Regions from separate parts of the Mus musculus genome. Here region 2 is linked to region 1. A link is a contact called in public targeted proximity ligation data. All regions are on one chromosome and are shown on one strand. The core of a region is the stretch at or near the end of the contact, and the rest is flanking DNA. Distances in the headings are between cores, read along the strand shown. Region 1 holds the start of Sdhaf2 (succinate dehydrogenase complex assembly factor 2). Region 2 holds the start of Rab3il1 (RAB3A interacting protein (rabin3)-like 1).

Region 1 (2,795 bases), core at 85-2,584:
AAGTCCAGTAGCCACTGAGAATAAGAGAGCAGAGCAACCAGCTGGTCATGGTGCCTCATGACTGTAATCCACGCACTTGAGAGGCTAGATCAGAACTACTATGAAGCTGAGGAGTTTTAGTACCTAAAAAACAGGGTAGCAAGGAAGGAGGAGGGAACACTGAACAACTTAAAAGAGTGTTAACAAAACTACAGCATTGCAGAAACACCGACACACTTAAAACACCCTCCTCTGGCCTTCATGGGCACCTACACACATAGTATGCATAAACTCACAAAGGCAGATAAACACATGTACATACTTTTTTAGTCTAAAAAAAAGAATAAGAAAAGAAAATGCGATTGCCTAGCAGGCAAGGCTCTGGGTTTGGTGCTTAGCACAAACAACAAAATTGTCATATGTGATATAAAGAATATTACATAGTATTAAGGAGTTAGCAGTAAAGTATAATAATCATAAATATATGTGGATCTAATAGAGCACTCAAATATATGGAAGAGACACTTGACAGAACTGGTGGGGGAACACAACAGATTTTAATGCCACATTTTAATAAGGAATAGAATATATAGATGTCGGAATCAATACTAGACAACCAGAACAATACTAATTTAAGAATATTTAACTGAGATATACAGGCATTCCACACAAGAGATCATACATTCCTCTCAAATGTACAGATAATTATGCCCAGGAGATCACAAGTTGTCAAAAAACATGTCTTGATAAGTTTAAGATAAACCATACCAACTAGCTTTCAACACTACTGGAATAAAAACGGAAAATTCTCAAACATTTAAAACCAAGATGAGACAGGAGAATTACGAATTTGAGGCCAGCCTGAGTAACAAATTAAAACCGGCTTTTAAAAGGGAGACGGGGGAAGAAGCTCAAGAAAAGCTAGGAGGCTTTCGGGGGAGGTTCGGTAACTGTTCCTGGTATGCGTTGAGTCTCACACGGTGACTGGCCACCTAACCACATATTACCCAGTATTCTCACTCGAGCACACCGTGGGCTCAGGAAAGAATGGAAAATTCCCTGCATGATCGGCTCCAGCCTGCGCCTCGCCTTGAGGGGACCATTCCCTGGTCTGTGGGGTAGGTGAACTCTCCCTACAGTCTCCACGGCACAGAGGAGGACGAAACAGTCTTAGCTGCAGCCCGCCCCGAACCCGGCTCTCTCACCCGCGCCAGCGTCGGGATCAAGGTGACCACCGCCATCTCTCTCTTATAGCACAGTAAGCTGGCAACCGGGCCACTTCCGGGAATTCCGGGCGGTCGATCTGAGGACTTCAGCGGAGGTGGACCCCAAGCCGGAAGGCGCAACCGAGCGTATGGCGGAAGTAGCGGTGCGTGTGACGCCGCCGGTGGGGGGGGGGCGGGACCTGGGGCGGAGAGCGGTTCGCGCGCTTCGGGCCTAGTCGGGACTCTCCGCGGCCGCCGCCATATTCCCGGTAACGGGGGCGCGCGGCCCGGGGCCGGCGGGGCCGGAAGGAGGGCGGGGGCCGGCGCCGCGGAAGGGAGGGGGTCGGTTGGGGTGGCGGCGGCGGAAGACAGCGGGTGGAGGGAAGCGCGGGCCTCTGAGGGAGGGGCTGAGGTCCTGGAGCTGTGGGAGGGAGCAGGGCAGGCCTAGCCTAGGGCGAGGACAGGGCCCCGTTGGTGTGGAGGCGGCGGGAGCTTCCGGGCCCGCGGGGGCTCCGGCTTGGGACGCCCCCTGGGCCTAGCAGGTGCGACGGGCTGAGCTTGCGGCGTTCGCCGCGGTGGTTCACAGCGCGGCCTGAGGGCCCTCTCAGGAGTCGAGGCCCGGACTTGGCGGTGGCGCCATAGGCAACTACGGGCGCCGACTCGGAGCACCTCGGGTCGGGCCCGCGGGTGATGGGCAGCGAGCTCCGCGAGCCCGAGCGGCCTGGGAGAGCTGGGGGCGGCGCGAGGCTGGGGGCGGGGCAGAGCGGGTGGGGCCAGGCTCCCGGCCGCCGGGATGCTGCGTCTTGGGAGACTAGAGCTTGTTGACCCTTGCCCTCCTCCCAGCCTGGGACCCTTGTGCCTTAAAATTTTTTACCCTTTTCTGAATACCGTAGTGGCATCTTTCTTACTTTGTCGGTTCTCCGGGCTCGAGAGCGTATTTCCGGAGCCATGTCAGAAGGAGTGGATTTGATTGATATATACGCTGATGAAGAGTTCAATCAGGTGAGAGGAATTAGCAGCAGTTTTGGGGTTTCTTCCATCAATCTACTGGCAGTGGTTTCTCTCTCAGCTCAAAATAATTCCCTGTAATATCGAAGCGTTTCCCCCTAGCGGTGGCTTTGAAGACGACTGACCATTCCTCTTTAGGTTAATTTGAACCTCCAGGCTTCAATTTTAAAGGGCTTGCTTTAAGAGCAAATAAAAACCCAAGTGTAATAGTATGGTGAATCAGCCTGTGGAATTCTTTCCCCAAGTCATTTCAAAGTTGAATGACTAACCATAATTAAAAATGAAAATTACATTTGTTGTAGTACTGCGGAGATAATTTCGATGCTTGTTACTTTGCTGTTCTCTCAACTTGTGGCTCGAGCATGTTGGTCCCTCCCCCTGCTTGGTCCCCTCCCAATGGTGTACCATGAAATTACTTTAAAAGCCACAGTATACCAACTGCTTTAAAGGTGGAATTCCAGTGCCACTCCAAGTGTTTCAGTCTTTTTAAATAGCTTGACTGTCCTTTTTGAGAAGTCTCTGGGCATCCATTCGTATGGATGGAAGGAAGAAAGGTAAAAACCATTGAATAAACTAGTTTAAAGGCAAGTCAAGGACTCAGTC
Region 2 (2,870 bases), core at 99-2,598, 510 kb before region 1:
TGTTGTGTTGTTTGGGGGGGGGGGTTCTTTTGTTGTTGCAGGGTTTTATTTTGGTTTGTTTTTTTGGCTTTTTGAGACAGAGTTTTTCTGTGTAACAGTCCTAGCTGTCCTGGAACTCACATTGTAGAGCAGGCTGGCCTTGAACTCAGAGATCTTGCCTGTCTTTGCCTCCAGAATGCTGGGATTAAAGGTGTGTGCCACCACACCCTGGCTTTTCTGTTTTGAAAAGAGCCACTATTAGTTGGTGAAGATGGGTCCTAGGCAAGTCAAGGTTCTGGCAGTAGAGGTCCTTTAAAGCAGGTCTCCCATTCTCCTACCATTTACCATACTGGAATTCCATAAGCCAAGCGTGTGGTCGTAGTCACTGAGGGAGCTGAGGAGAAAGTATTAGTTCAGCCCAGAAGCTGGAGACCAATCTAGGTGGTACATGACCAACACCCTCAGAGAAGAGGGGGCTAAGGGAAAGGAGAGAGGGAGGCTGGGGTTCCAGCCTGGAGAATTTCTTCGTTTCACGTGGTCCTTAGCAGTTCAGAAGGGGCGGCTGTTGTGTAGATGGATGAGTGAAATGTGTTCTTACAAGCCCAGGGAGCACTGTAGACGCTGCCTGTGGGAGCTGGTCTAGCAGTACTCAAGGAGAGGTTGACTATGGGCTCTACTTATTGGATCCTGATCTGAGGCTGAACTTCATTCAGGTCAGTGGTTAGAGCCAGGATAAAAGGAGGGCATAGGAACTGAGGGACAGGTGACTAAGCTTTTTACAAATCTTTTTTTAAGTACCTGGGACAGACAGGTGCTAGCGAAGTTGGCAGAGACGTCTCCTGTGCTTAGGATGGCTTGAAAGGCAGGGACGAACAGAGTATTCAGAGATGCAAGAGGAGGGACCTGGAAGTAGAGCTGGTAAGATTGGGCCAAGGTAGCGCTCTCTTAGCTTAAACTGCTCAACGAATGATAACTTGTTCAGGGTCTGCCCCGCCCCCTTCCCAGAAGCCCAGTGTCAATCAGGGATTGATGCCATCTAAGAGCTCCAGAGACCGGTAACAGGGCTAGAAGTCTGAATGAGGGTACAGGAGCTGTTTGTCCACTTTGAGTGACAATCTGAGCGAGAAACAGAGCTGAGACCACCCCCGAGAGCCATTGTAGGTTCTCAAACAAGGGTGGACCAAAAGTGCAAGGCAGAAAGTGATAGGGAAAGGCGGAGGCCAGCTCTGGATGCAAGATGATGGAACCAGTCCCGTTCACTCTGGCGGGTCATTGTCCCCAGGCAGCAAGAGGGACAGGGCTGGGCCGGCAAAGGGGCGGGACCGGGCACGTGGCCTGGGGCCCGCCTCTCAGACACGTGACCCGCCCAGGGCAGGGGAAGGGCTCCGGTGGGGCGGAGCCGCAAACCCAGGGCGGCCAGCGGGACAGACTGGCGGTGGAGCGATTGACAGGCGGCAGGGCAGCTCTGGGGCCCCCGGCAGAGTTGGCGGCGCGCGAGGACGCGGCTACGGCGGAGACGCTGGGATGTGGAGCGGGTAGGTCCCTGCACGCCGGTGGCTCTGCGCTCCGTCTGGGCCGTGCTGGCCTCCTGGGATGGGTGAACAGGGGCTCACTGCTGTTGTTTGCACCCCACTTGGGAGATAATCTGTACTCTCAGCCCTGCCTGCAGCAGCGAGGTGCATTGTAGCATGAGGACACACTGCAGCCCGAGAGCTGAAAGGACCTTGGCAGGACCGATCTGAGTTGCCCCAGGGTGAGAAGGGTGACCCCCTCCAACTCCTAGCTCCAGTGGAGTGCATGAGAGAAGTGGTAGTGGGGGTGGTGCATAGTAGTATGCATACCTCAAAAGTAAATCTGGGGCACGTATTTAAAGGAGAGCACACCCATGAACTCTGGAGAAGCAGTGCAGTTGAGAAAGCTAGCTGTGTCTCTCCAAGGTCCATCCCTAGCTAGTTGACTAGAACCTTCTGATTCAAGATGTGAGGTGGGTGGTACCTTCCCACAGTCTGGAGGGAGATAGGCACAGACCCTGAGTCCTGGGTGAACCCCTTTCCCACCCCTCATCCTCACTTCCATCTGTTAGGGCCATCGGTTCTTGAAGCTGACTCCTGTTCTTGGCCAGTCTAATAGGAGGAGACCTTGCTCCCTGTTCACATAGGTTGATGTTCTTTCTTGTCTAAATAGACAAACGCCTCCTCCTTCCAGGACTGCAAAGACTAGGTCTTGCGGTTGTTCCTGCTAAGGACTGTTTCAGGATAGGCAGAGGATAGGCGGAAGGAGGAGAGCCCTGGGGAGGGGAACAGGTGAGATCTATTTACTCTCACGGACCCCAGCTGATTGGAGTCGAAATGCTAGGGGAACCATGCAGCTTCGACACGGCCAGGGCACTAGAACTGAGCTCCTGTGGGGTGTGGGCTGGCTTGATCTTTTAGAGGGAGCAGAAGTCAGCCTGTGTTTCTTGGAGAGTTGCTCCAGGGAAGGAGGCTAGCTAGGCTTGGGAAGTGTTTTGGGTGGGTTCCTGGTGCCTGCCTCTGGTGGAGGCAATTGTGCTTGGAGGAATGCATGTGCCTGGGGCTGTGTGTTTGAGGAGCAGCCTGGTCTGAAGGAAGCTGTGAGCCTTTCTGCTGGGTGGACCGAGACAATTGCTGTATGGCCCTCAGGGTAACAACACCCCCTTCTCTGGGTTGGAGCCAGCTTGAGCACTTTGGGGGAGGAGGAGGGTCAGAGGAGATGTCAGGTGTCCTGTCTCTCTCTGTATTCCCAGGTCTCTCACTGAACCTGGAACTTGTTGAGCCAAGCTGGTGGCGAGTATATGCCAGTGATTCTCACGGTGCTGTGTCCCCTCGCAGTGCTGAGCTTGCTGGTGCATATGATGACCACACTGGGATCTG

What was found.
Region 2: a contact with region 1 is called in a targeted proximity ligation map of bone marrow-derived macrophages, with 2.5 times the contacts expected there. A contact is called at or near these places in 2 of 130 datasets of targeted methods (the NIH/3T3 cell line and bone marrow-derived macrophages).

Annotation. Positions count from the first base shown.
Region 1 is chr19:10,523,875-10,526,669 of GRCm38.p6, forward strand. Sdhaf2 (succinate dehydrogenase complex assembly factor 2) reads right to left here and starts at 1,335. Exons shown (of 4, transcript NM_025333.4): 1 at 1,185-1,335. The coding sequence starts at 1,220. It overlaps Cpsf7 (cleavage and polyadenylation specific factor 7), which reads left to right and starts at 1,370. Exons shown (of 10, transcript NM_172302.3): 1 at 1,370-1,453; 2 at 2,078-2,186. The coding sequence starts at 2,133.
Region 2 is chr19:10,016,846-10,019,715 of GRCm38.p6, forward strand. Rab3il1 (RAB3A interacting protein (rabin3)-like 1) reads left to right here and starts at 1,349. Exons shown (of 10, transcript NM_144538.3): 1 at 1,349-1,514. The coding sequence starts at 1,504.